Linked DNA regions of Sus scrofa: region 2 is linked to region 1. The links are chromatin contacts, called in public HiChIP or PLAC-seq maps. All regions are on one chromosome and are shown on one strand. The core of a region is the stretch at or near the end of the contact, and the rest is flanking DNA. Distances in the headings are between cores, read along the strand shown.

Evidence for each region. HiChIP or PLAC-seq counts read pairs in DNA pulled down with a chosen protein or histone mark.
Region 2: an H3K27ac HiChIP or PLAC-seq map of alveolar macrophages shows a contact between it and region 1, with 9 times the contacts expected there. The contact joins two enhancer-like sites. A contact is called at or near these places in 1 of 5 promoter capture datasets (liver), 14 of 47 Hi-C or Micro-C datasets (alveolar macrophages, blood, epiblast stem cells and 7 more) and 2 of 2 datasets of contacts at active chromatin or transcription factors (alveolar macrophages and skeletal muscle).

The regions. Positions count from the first base shown.
Region 1 is chr14:28,818,889-28,825,306 of Sscrofa11.1, forward strand. It overlaps NCOR2 (nuclear receptor corepressor 2), which reads left to right. Exons shown (of 49, transcript NM_001044576.1): 49 at 1-516. It overlaps RFLNA (refilin-A), which reads right to left. Exons shown (of 4, transcript XM_021072253.1): 4 at 4,683-6,273. The coding sequence ends at 5,940. Among named protein-coding and RNA genes, the nearest start is that of RFLNA, 19 kb to the right of the region's middle. Within about 2 kb of position 2,928, at least 4 of the 83 cell types and tissues checked have an H3K27ac peak or open chromatin away from gene starts, as enhancers often do. A contact at or near this core is called in alveolar macrophages, where this site is marked.
Region 2 is chr14:28,932,167-28,938,584 of Sscrofa11.1, forward strand. All of the region lies in intron 2 of LOC110256597 (a long non-coding RNA gene), which reads left to right. Among named protein-coding and RNA genes, the nearest start is that of RFLNA, 94 kb to the left of the region's middle. Within about 2 kb of position 3,480, at least 3 of the 83 cell types and tissues checked have an H3K27ac peak or open chromatin away from gene starts, as enhancers often do. A contact at or near this core is called in alveolar macrophages, where this site is marked.

The sequences.
Region 1 (6,418 bases), core at 1,678-4,177:
CCAGCGCTCTTGTCCCGGTCCCCACGGGCTGCCCCAGCCAACGAGACTGCTGGGAACCAAGGCAGGCACGGGCGGGCGAAAGGGCGGGTGCCGCCTGGGGCGAGCGGATGCTCCGAGGAACTGGACTGTTTTTTTTTCACACATCGTTGCCGCAGCGGTGGGAAGGAAAGGCAGGTGTAAATGATGTACTGGTTTACAGGGTATATTTTTGATACCTTCAATGAATTAATTCAGATGTTTTACGCGAGGAAGGACTTACCCAGTATTATTGCTGCTGTGCTTTCGATCTCTGCTTCCCGTTCAAGAGGTGTGTGCAGGCCGACAGCCGGTGACCCCATCTTCTGCAGGACCGAGGGGGCGGGGGCTGCCAGCTCACGAGCCCCCCTGCGTCCTCCCTCCCTCCCTTCCTTGGGCAGAATGAATTTGATGGGTGTTCTGTGACCGCCATCTGCGCACGGCGGTGGCGTCCTGTCATTTACACACGTTGTTCTCATTAAAAAACGAATTATACTCGTGTTACAGAGGCTCCTTCTCTACCTTGGACCAGACAACCCAGGGGGGCAGGGGACTGGGGCGGTGGGGACCGGTGGGAATGTAACCCTGCAGGGGACACAGGCACATCCCCTGACTTGCCGGGCTGGTCCCCTTTGCAGGCAAATGTTCACACCCACGGTGAGGATGTCACCGTGCCAACAGTGAATAATTACAACCCACGGTAAGAGTAATGATTTTCACACCCATGAGGAAAGTATCAGATGTTCACACCCCAGGCTGTGAGCCTGAGGGGTGAGGGTGGGGGGTCTGCATCCTCAGGGACTCTGCCCAGCCTCCCTAGCTCTCAGTTTACCCTGTGAGCCTGTGCCATGAGGCAAAAACAATCAGCAGGCTTTGGAGGCCCAGGAGGCTCAGCCTGGCCCCTGGGCTGCACTACTGATGCTGGCAGGCAGGTGGCAGTGTTGGGCCAGCAAAGGGTTTTATCCTGGGTGGGGCCTCCCTCCATCCAGGGTGCAGGCCAGCCCCCACCTAGAATCCAGGATGGGTCGGGTGTGCTGGCCACAACAGCCACCAAGGGTGGTCAGCTGTAGTGAGGCCAGAGTGATGTGGGGGTGGGGTACAAGTGTCGGCCCACATGGTCATTTCTGCCAGCCCCCTGTCTCCATGGCCTCAGAATTGGTACCACTTGGCACTTCTGTCTTTGCTGAGGGTTAGCGGCACAGCCCCCATACAAGGATGTTCGCAGGGTGTAAGGAGACCTCTCAGCCCCCAAAGGGTTCATCCCTTCTCAGCTCCTCTCTTCTCTGGGTATTTACTGACACACCACAAACTACTGGACAGAACTTCTCAAGAGCAAAGCTCTTGTCTTCCTCTTCCCAACCCTGTTGTTGACTGAACCCTCTGGCCACCACGTTGAGCTGAACTGACACCATGAGAATCAGATTCAGTAGGAAAATAGAACGTGATTTGTGAAGTGCACAACAGCTGTTGGCTTAGGATGGTGTGAAGTTGGTCAAAATGCAGATTCCTGGGCTCTGCCTAGAGGATATGCATGATTTGGTAGGTCCAGGGCGGGGCCTGGGAATCGGTTTTCATCTAGCAGCCCAGGTGCTTGTGATGCCAGTGACTTGCAGCGCTCACTATGGTGGTGGGGGTGATGCCCCAGGTTGGAGCTAGACCCTGGCCACTTCACTTGCATCTGGCCAGCAGGTCCCCAAGACACTAGGGTTGGCTTCTGGGACCAGGTGACACAGACACTGTGACAACTGAACTGGAGTAATCAGGGTGGCTTCTTGGAGGTGGTGGTTCTTAAAGAAAGGATGGACCGAGTGGAAGAAACCTGTATGGGCAGAGGTTGGAGGAGGACACCGGCGGGGGGGGGGGGGGGGGGCGGGAGGACAGGATTTCTGAGAGGGAACAAATAACGCCCAGTAAGGTAATTTGCTGGTTTTATGAAGTTGGGGGCTTGTTGGCTTGCAAGATCGCTGGATGGATTGAGGGAGAAACAGGCTAGGAGACCAGTGCGGGGCCAGTATGGGGAGCTGGCACAGTAGAGAAGGCCAAGACAGAGCCCCCTTGCCCCTGGGATGGGGTCGAGGCCAGACCACTTATGGGGCAGGTGAGGGGCCCTATGACGTGCGAGTGAGGGGTCACTGTGGAGCCAGCTGCCACTTAATGGCCACGTGACCCTGGCCAAGTCATTTGAACCCTCTGTGCCTCCGTTTCCCCATCTGTAAAATGGGACCGTGATACAGCTGTGAGGAGTGCCTCAGAGAGAGGATGTTTAATTCGGCCAAGACATGGTTTACTCGCCTGTGCACGAGTCACAAGTGGGACAAGGCAAGGAGGGAAGACAAGAATGTGTTCGCTAGGCTAGGAGGGAGGAGGAGAAGCTTCAGCTGATCCGGTGAAGCCTATCTGCTTGTTAACGTGAGTAAACTGATTTGATCACGGGCAGCTGGTGGGAGGGCTCCCTGGGCTTTCGGCCCTAGGAAGGCTAAGAAGAGGCCTCAAAAGAAATCGGTTTGGGAGTTCCTGTTGTGGCTCAGTGTGTTACACACCCAGCTAGTATCCATGAAGATGAGCGTTCGATCCCTGGCCTCACTCAGTAGGTTAAGGATCCCGCATTGCTATGGCTGTGGTGTAGGTCGGCAGCAGCAGCTCCAGTTTGACCCTTATCCTGGGAAGTAACATGTGCTGCAGGTACGACTCAAAAAAGAAATGGGTTTGTTTTCAAGGATTCTCCAGGAAGCTACGAGGGTTGAGCTGTGTTGGCCATGTGGCAAGCTGCCTTCCACCCCACCGCCTCTGGATTTCAGCCAGATCCTGCTTCCTCGTTAGAATTTGTCACCAGCCACCTCACAGTCATTGGGAAGATTAAATGCGTAAGATGCTGACAGCGGGGCCGGGCCGTCTGCAGGCAGTGAGTGCTCTGTGTACGCATCAGCCGCCACGGCTGCTGTTCTTGTGGCTACTCTGGGGAGAGGAGACGGGACAGTGGACGGAGTATCTGTTGGGGATGGGGGAGGGGAGGCTTCCAGGTTGGATGTGAGGCCTGCGATTGGCAGGGGTGACAGCAGAAGAGGCGGAGGCGAAGGGAGTCGGGACGAGTGTTTGTGGGCCAGAGCCAGCCCTTGAGCGTGGGAAGTGTTCCTGCCCCTGCGAGAGACGGACGACGCCCTGAGCTGCCCCCACCAGGGTCCCTGCTCAATTCAATTGCAGCAGAAGCTTTACGGTCCCAGCCACCAGGGAGGTGAGACCCTGTGCCCGTTTTGCAGATGCTTAGAGAAATTAGGGACAGGCTCTTTCCAGCGCCGTGCCCTTCCCCTCCCAGGGGCCTTAGAGAGGGACATCTGCCCCTCTGGGGGCTTGCCTGATGCATCGGGATCGGGAAGGGGGGCTGGGAGGAGGGCAGTCGATGGAAGGACCTTTTGCAGGCAGCATCCTGAGCCTGGGCAGCGGGGCACACTGGCCTCCAGTCTTTATTTGGGGGTTAGAACTCCCAAAGGGCTGGGGCAGGATTTAGAGGAAAGTAGCACCTCTTTCTGCCGGGGTCTGAGGAAAACCGGGGTGCGCTTGGGGGCCCACAGCCCGTGCGCCCCACCAACTTCCTCTTCCTCCCTGGCTGGGCCTCATGGAGCCCCCTGCGTACAAGAGGCAGGCTGGGGTTCCAACATCCCCAGGGAAGGAGAAAACCTTTGGCAGCCAAAAGACCCTTGGAAATATTCCAAGTGCAAGAGAATGACCTTGCTCGCTTCTCAGAGGCATGCATGCTACCTGGTCCCCAAGGAGACACTGAGATGGAGTTCAGAGAGCATGAGGCCCATCAGGGGTGACACCGGCAAAGACAAAGGGACCAGAAGCAGGACCCAGCAGGGACTAAGTCTTGGTCAACCAAGAGCCAAGACCCATGGAAGGGGTCCCATCCCATCTAGCTCCCACCGGCTGGGCACCGGGAAGGGCCTGGCTGCAGCTGGAACACTATAGCTGGAGGCCATCAGCTGCTTGTGTGCCTCAGAGGTGGCTTCTTGCAGAAGGACCCCAGGGGCACCGCCAAGGTCGAGGATTCACTGGCACCATAACTGCACGTGTTGGGAAGCCCCGCCCATGTTTCCTTCAAAGTGGACAGATTAGAGTTGTGACTGGAAAGCAAAGTTGAATCTTCCTGGTGCCAGCGATGTACCCCCCAGGCATGCATGTTTGCATAGAATCCCCTCTCTCAAGAACATGTTCCAAGGCTGCTTAATGTCTCCCTCATTGCGCTCACAGTCTGGGGTTCCAGAGGCCCCTCAAGGACAAGGATAAGATGGGAAGATGTTGTAACATGGTCAAGGCCACTGCTTAGTGGAGGCAGCTCAGGGCCCTCCTCCAGGGACAGGGCAGGTGTTGGGGGGTCCACCGAGGCCCAGCATGCAGAATGCAAAGCATGGGAGCATCAAACATGCAATTCCCAGGACCTTCCTTGAAATCGTCCCCCAGACAAGTCCCAGCCTGGAGCCTGGGCCTCTGCACTTTTAACATAGCTCCTGGGTGGAAGTGGTGCCCCTGACATGGGGGGACAGCCACAGGGCTCTGAGCCTGCAGAGCCTCCCTGTCCTGTGCGCAGCGGGGAAGGACCGTGGGCCTGTGAAAACCAATCCTGTCCTTGTGGGCCCTGAGGGTGTCAGAAACAAGGAAGAGGGAGCCTCTTTGGGTTTGCATGTTTTATTAAGATAATCAGTTGATTCTTAAGTTATTTCTTTGTTAATCAGAAAGCATCTCTGTGGAGAGAACAAGCACAGTCTGCGTAGATACGTAAAATATATCAGTCACTTTGCCTCCCCCGAACGTGAGCTCCGAGTCACCCCTCAGCCCCCGACGAGGAAGCTAAAGCCCCAGCCTCTGCTCCACATTGCAGGGGGCGGCCTGGGGAGTGGTGGGGGCGGCCCCATCCACTGGATCCATTCAGCTCTGACAGCAGCTCCTTGGCCACATCAGGGTCTTCTGGGGCATTCGTCCTGGGCAGCCCCGAGCATCCTGGCTTATCCTCTCCCTCTCCCGACCTGCATGTGTAAGGGGCGCCCAGCAGCACTGGTCCTGGAAGAGTCATCACAGGAGGGGCAGGAGGCCTGAGTGAGGGTGCCCCCCCCCCCACGGAATCTCTTTAAGCTGTCAGCTGCTGGGGATCTTGGCGTAGGGGCTGTGGTCATTTCTGAGCCCTTCCATGCCTCCCTGGGCACCTGGCTCGAGCGCTCTGGCGAACAGGGATGAGGCTCTGGACACAATGCTCAAAGGCCTCAGTGCAGACAGCTCTGCCCTTCATCCCGCACACTGGGGCTCAGGCCCTGGGCAGCTCAGGCTGGTCCATCCCAGGCTGCTCCCCACGCTTCCAACACTAGCCACGGCATCAGTGTCCACTGTCCGACAGAGGCTGCCAAGCCACGGCTCTGGGTGTTCAGCTGCACACAGTTCAAAGTCCGGCTCCGGAAACAGCCCTCTCCAGGAGCATGTGGTGGTGCCTGGATGACACCCCTCTGCCCTCACATGCAGCCTGGGAGCTGGGGCAGCGGGGTGGGGGGCCCAGGTGCTAAAGAGCACCCACCTCCAGCCAAGGCTGGGACACCTCCCTCCTGCCAGCACTCAGGGTGTCCCCCGCTTCAAGGGCAGCCAAGGACACACGTCTCCTTCTCTCCCTGCCCATGTCTCCTCTCCCTGCCCATCGGGACAGCCACTGCCTACCCACCAGGTGCTCCTCGTGGGCCAGCAGCCAGGCCCCCGCTGCCTCATGCTGTGTAGGTGCTAATAAGATAGTTGTGTTGATTAGTTGGCCATGCAGACCAGACAGGATGCTGCCGGGGGAGCGGGCCAGGCAGTCGGCCAGGCCTCCCACCTCCCTCCGGCCCCAGCTTCCGGCCCACCGATCGTGATTGCAGAGTCCGTCCTCCGGCAGCAGGGCTGGCCACCCATCAGAGCGCGGCAGGGCCCAGGAGGCTGGGTCCAGGGCACTGGCACAGCTGCAGCTGCACGCTGGCCGTGAACCAGCGGCGGGGCCGGCCCAGGCTGAGGTGCAGGGTGGTGCGGAAGGAGCTGCTGGCGTGCTTGGGGAAGATGATGGTGGTGCTGCGGAAGTGCAGCGCGCGGGGCCGGGGCTCCAGGGTCAGCTGGCTGCGGTAGCTGCGCCAAGTGCAGTTGGGCGCTGCCACGATCGTCTCGCTGTAGGCGGTGACCGTGGGCACCGGAGCATAGAAGACCTTGTCCCGGAAGTGCTTCTCTGAGGCATACTTGACCTCCGAGTTGCAGCTGAGGAGGGCGGGAGGATGCGGGTGAGCCCAGGACCCCCACGTGAACAACATGGACCGCCCAGGCTCTTCGGAAATGCCAAGGTCAAAAGGACAAAGAAGGGCTGAGGGACCGAGCCGGCCTGGAGGAGACTCAAGAGGCATGA
Region 2 (6,418 bases), core at 2,230-4,729, 110 kb after region 1:
GAGTAGAGCAATTCTAAGAGACATCTACCTTCCCCACCTGCTGCCCACCCTCTCCCAGCTGCACATGCCCAGCTCATGAGAATCAGTAGCTGGAACCAAGCCCTCAGGTTACTGCTTTGTTTGGGAGCGAAATAAAGAAAGAAGTGAAACGGCTTGGCCAACTGGGCTCCAGTGGGGCTTGCACAGCTGGGCCCGTGGGAAGCAGGGACACAGCAACTGTGAGGGGTAGCGTCAGCACTCCCTTCCTGGGCCAGGGCTTCCCTGGCCAGGGCACTTTATTACGCGTCCTGTCAATGGGTTTCTGGCAGTGGGAGTCCACTGTCAGAAGGGCTCCAGTCCCACTTAGTGGAGTTAGGTGGAGAGAAAAGTTTGTCTCAGTGTGTTTTGCTTTCATCTGGCAAGGCAGCCTCGGCCTCATAAGGAACCCGAGGTTGTGGAATTAATTACAGCCAATTACCTTGCATATAATACTCAGGTTCCAGCTTGTTGAAAGCCTCTTAGAGGTGGGAGAAATTCACAGGCAAGCAGTCAAGAAAAGGCTTCCTCCCACTAATCTCACGGCTCAGCCTCCTGTGAGTACACCCTTTAACTCCAACATTCTTCTTTAAATGAATATGACCTCCTCAAATCACTGTCTAACCCCACCCCCAATAAGGATGATTGCACTGAACACAAAAATAAGATTCAGACCTGCTTAAGTTTAAATGTTGTCTATATTCGCCTCCTAATATCTGTGCTTAAATGAATGACAGAAGATCTTCAAAATGGACCTAAATCACAAGAATATATAAAAGGTGCCTTGCACCATCAAATAGCCAAGTGATAATAGTCATAAACACTATCATCTGCAAATAATGATAAACGTGTCTTCCTTTCCCTTACTTGATCCCCTTTCTAATATTCCTGTCTTATTGCATTGGCTTATTTGGCTTATCCAGAACATTCAGTAATGCAGCACTACCAGGCATTCTTGTCTTGCTCCTGATTTTTAATGGGAATGCCTCCATGGCTTCACCATTTAATATAATGCCACCTGTGATGCTTATGATAAAACATCTTTATTATATTAAGAAAAATATTTTTGTTCTAAGTAGTTTAAAAAAAAAAACTGGTAATTTATCTTTATTTTTTAAATATGAAAGGTAGCAAGAAGGATATATGGTGAGAAAGTATTTCTCTTGCCTTTATCCCCAGACACCCAGTTCCCCTCGTCACAGGCAAACTTTATTAGTTTATTTATTTATTTTATTCTTTTCTTTTTAGGGCCACATATGGAGTTCCCAGGCTAGGGGTCAAATCGGAGCTATAGCTGCCTGCCTACACCACAGCCACAGCAACATGGAGTCCAAGCTGCATCTGTGACCTAGACCATAGCTCACAGCAAAGACGGATCCTTAACCCACTGAGCAAGGCCAGGGATCAAACCTGCATCCTCATGGATACTAGTTGGATTCATTTCTGATGAGCCACAATGGGAACGTCTTCTTTTCTTTCTTTCTTTCTTTTTTTTTTTTAAGTTTTTTTCCATTTTTGGCCACACCCACGGTGTACGGAAACTTCCCAGGCCAGGGATCGAATTTGAGCCACATCTGTGACCTATGCCACAGCTGTAGCAATGTTGGATCTGTAACCCACTGCGCTAGGTCAGGGATCGAATTGGCAATGCCACAGAGAGGAGCCAATTATTAACCCACTGTGTCGCAGCAGGAACGCCTCCTTTTTACTTTTTTTAGAGATGTTTTGTGCTTATACAAGTCTCTAGGGTTGCCATAATAAAATGTCACAGAATGGGGGGCTTGAACAACAGAAATGTACTCTCTTACAATTCAGGAGGCTAACGTCTGAGACTAAGGCATGGGCAGGGTTTGTTTTTCCTGAGGCCTCTCTCCTTGGCTTGGAGACAGCTGTCTTCTCACTGTCTTCTCATGGCCTTTGGGCATGTGCATCCCTGGGGGTTTCCTTTTCTTATAAGGATACCAGTCATAATGGTTTGGGCCCCACTCTCATGATCTGCTTTAAATTTACCTCCTTAAAGACCGTTTCTCCCAATACAGTCACCTTAGGGGGTTAGGGCTTCAACATATGAATGGGAAGGGGGTACAATTCAATCCCTAACAACAAACAAATACTAATACGTGTATGTGGAGGGGGCATGTGTGTGTGGGTGTATTCCTTTTTTTCCACCTTTTACATAAATAGCAGTATGCTATTCACATCACGCTTTTTCTTTTTCTTTTTTTTTTTTCTGTTTCGACTGCCCCACAGCATATGGAATTCCTGGCCCAGGGATCGGATCTGAGTGGCAGTTGCAACCTAAGCCACAGTTGTGGCAATACCAGATCCTTAACCCACTGTGCTAGGCCCAGGGATCAAACCTGCATCCCAGTGCTCCCAAGACACCACCGATCCCATTGCGTCACAGTGGGAACTCCACATCCTGCTTTTTAAATATAACACCGTATCTGGGAAATCTAGCCACACCAGTACATAGAAAGTTTTCTGCTTTTTAATGGAGTGTAATTTATGGAACCAGCCCTTTACGAATGGACTTGAGGTTGTTGCCAATGTCCTGCTTTTAGGGATAAGTTGCCTGTGCAGTCTTATCCATCATCATGCATGTCTCTGTGGGATAAGTTCTAGGAGGCAGGCGTACGTTGGCCATGTTGACAAATGTTAACACCCAGCCTCCCCCGTGTGGGTGAAGCCCCTGGCTTTCCCACCAGCAGCACAGGAACATCCCCGCTGCCTCACCCTGCCCACAGGATGCTCTCTCACGTCCGGTCTCTACCAACCTAATGGTTCCCATTCACCTGTCTCTTCCTTCAGAGGAGGCCAAGAATCTTTTCACAAGTACCTGGGCCATCTGAACAACATTTTCCTGTGGCTTCTGTCCGTGTCCTTTGTCCTTTTCCCAGTGTGTCACTGTCTTCTGCTTATGGATCTGTCTGAGGCGCTGACCCAAGGCAGGGCGCCGTCTTCAGTTTGCAGATCAGGATCTCTTCTCAGCTTTGGTTGAGTTGTTCTGGGTTTTGCTCTGGTTTCTTCCTCAGGACCATCCATCACTCATTACTTGACTCACTTTTCTGTCATTCATCCGTCTCACCTTCTCCGCATGTATCCTTTCCTCCTGGCGCTTAGGGGAGAGCCCCAAACTTATCCTACGTAGGTGTTTTTAGTGACAGGGAATAGGAAATCCCCTTACCAGTGACTCAAACAATCAGGGCCTCTGTGATCTCTGAACAAGAAGGTCAGAGGTAGACCATTTCAGGATTAGCTAATTCGGTGACACAGCAGCTCAGACCAGGTCCTTCCCTTCTCCACCATCTTTGGTGGATGGATGGAGGGTGTAGTTCTAGGCATCACATGCAGAACAGGGACTGTCCAGCAGAAGAGCGGGGCAGGCCTTCCCATGGGACTCTTTAGTAAGAATAAGGGGACTCTCCCCAATAGTCCCCCACAGAGGCCACCTCATGAGTCACTGGCCAGCTGGGCATCCATGACCAAGCTTAAGACAATCATTGATGAGGGGGAATGACACCCTGGTGGTTGGCTTAGACCAACCAAGAGTCACCTCCTGGGGCTTGGAGGGGCCAGGGCCTGCCCCCCTTCCCCCCAAAGCACACAGGGCTCAGGAGAGAGAAGGTAATATAGGTTCTGTTCACATGGAAGAGGTGGAGAGTATGGCTCTTGGCCAACAACCACCAGATTCTGCCATATTCCTGCACATCACTGATTCAAAGTTCTACTCTTTCTATTCTGTTTTCTGCTGCTTCCAGTGTCAATGTCCATTCTTTGGGTATATTTTTAGTTCCCTCAGGATCTTTCTAGGCACACCTGCCTCCTTTACTCTTTCTGCCTCATCTCTGCCCGCTCCCTTTCCTTACAATCCAATGACATTTATCATCTCATGTTTACCTCATTTTAGGATCACATTGCCTTGGCTTATATTGTGAACCCAACATAAAGGCTTTCTACAATTCACTTCCGTTTCCTGCAGTAAATCTTTTTTAAATATGTGTTTTTCTCCTTAGGGGTGAGCTTCCCCATCTTTCCTATTGCAGGATGGTTTCATCCAATATTAGGATTTTTTTTTTTTCTGGTGCTTTCCTTGGATCAGATGTCGGCTCAGGTCTGGCCTTCGGTGGGCTCTGGCTTTTTGGTCCCCCTCTCAGTCCACCTGGTTGCTATTAGAACCCTCATTTCAGATCCTTAAGCCCGAGCCTTGGCTGTTAAGACCCAAACTGGAGCCAAATTCCCCACGTCTGGCAGCGATTTTCCTGGAGGGGCTCTGCTGGCTGAGGAGGCATCTTCCACTTCTGCCTGGTTGCCTGACGATCCAAAGGGAAATTTATTCATAGATAATTTGAAACAGTCTGAAGTCCTTCCAATGCCAGATAGAGTGCATAAAAAATCCACACGCCCCCAAGGGTAGCATTCCCACCACTATTCCTGTCTTCACCCTTCCTTTCTTCTAACTTGAAGTCCCAGAAACCGATGACCACCATCCGTCTACTACTGCCTGGGGCCAGGTTCCCTGCTGGGGATTCATGTGCCCAACTGGGCAGGGAAGGGAGGTGCCCAGGGAGGAATGGAGTGTAAAATGTCTCTGGTAGCCCCTAGAATGCAGCTGGGGGTGGCTCCCCTCTCCGTGGTCAGAAAAAGCCCTAAGTCATTGAGGTGATCCATGCAACGATGGAACCCACCCACTGCCTTTCTGCTTGGCCCTGCCATCTTGCCTGATGGCGCTATTTATGCTTTTCCCCTTGAGATGGATGGACAGGAGCCAGTTATTCCTCGTTGTCATGACTGTTGCAATTCTTTCTAATTCTGCAGGAGCGAAGAAAGCAAACCGGTCCCTTTGACTCTACACGCCTTTTAGTTTTTGTCTCTCAATAGTGTATTGAAGCATTTCCCCCCTTTTGTTTGTTTGTTGTGCTAACATACTAGAAGAAAAAAATAAGTCACCAGGACCTTTGTTTTTCTCCATATGAATCTCCAGCTGGTTCCTATTCTGGGATCCCATTCCTGCCAGCATAACCAACTTCTGATGGCTTCGCAGGCAAGGCTAGTGGCATTTTTTGTTCCATTTAAAAAAAAAAAAAAAAAAAACTCAAACAGAAGCCCCCAAACCACCCCCCACCCCATCCATAATCCATATGCATAAAATCCCAAGGATGTCCCTTGAGTGGCTCTCACAGTCACCAGAAGGACAGAATGCTCACACCCATGACAGCTTGGCGGCAACTGCAAGCTTGTCGTTTGTTCCGTACATCTTGGTGGCGCCCTCCCCAGCCAGGACCATCTTGGCTTAGCGTGGCCCCATCGCTGGGTCGGGTTTGTTTCCTCTTTCCCTTTCCTGTTTCGTGCTGGAGGATTTTTCAGGGCCAGCCGATCAGGCCAGGTCCACTCTGGTGACCTCCGGGGGTACACCTTCTCATGGGAGCTGGTCACTCTGGTGCATGCTTCTCTAGGACCAGCTGAAGTGAGAAACTGCCTCTGAGCCAGTCAATTGAACACTTTTTCTCCTCCTTAATCAAGCTCCCAGCCCAGGCCCCCTGGTGAACGTGTATCTCTGCAGAAGGGAGCTCTAAGTGTTGTGCCAAGGGAGCCTGGCTGCAGAGGCTGAGGCAGGGCCTGTAGATGCCCTTCACATGCCCTGAGGGGCTGGTGCAGCCCCCCTCCCTGCTTCGGGTTGCTCAGTGGGTGTGCATCACTAATGATGGATATTTTGATTGACAATGAAAAGCAACATATCTCATTTCCATTCCAGCAAAAATGAACGTCTTTAGAGAATTTATAATGTGTGCATATTCAGATTGCTTTAGGAAGCCAATGCTTTTCTTTGTTTTCGGCTGTGGATTTTTTATTTTACTCTATTTTCCAAAAGTCATTGCCTTGTTTTCTTGTAGCCCCTTATGAGGTGAGCATTAGGAACTGAATGTTTGTGTTCCCCCACAAAAAAAAAAAAAAAAAAAATTTGTATGTTAAAGTCCTAACTCCCAGTGTGATGTATCTGGAGGCAGGGCCTTGGAGAAGTTATTAGGGTTAGATGAGGGTTGGGCCCCCATGTGTGATTAGTGGCCTTACAAGAGAATAAGAGAGAAATCCATCTCTGTCTCTGTCGCTCTCTCTCCCCGCTGCCCTCAAGTGTAGGCTATATGAACACACAGTGAGAGAGTAGCTGTCTACAAGCCCAGAAACCGGTCCTCACCAGACACAGAATCTGCCAGTGCTTTGATGCTGGACTTCCAGCCTCCAGAACTGAGAGACAAATGTCTGTTGTTGAAATCACCCAGTCTGTGGGATTTTGTTATAGCAGCCTGAGCTGAATAGGACAGTCAGAATGACAGGTTTATGCTCGTTTTACAGATGGAAAAACTGAAGCCTAGAGAGGTTATGGCTTATCCAAGAATATGTC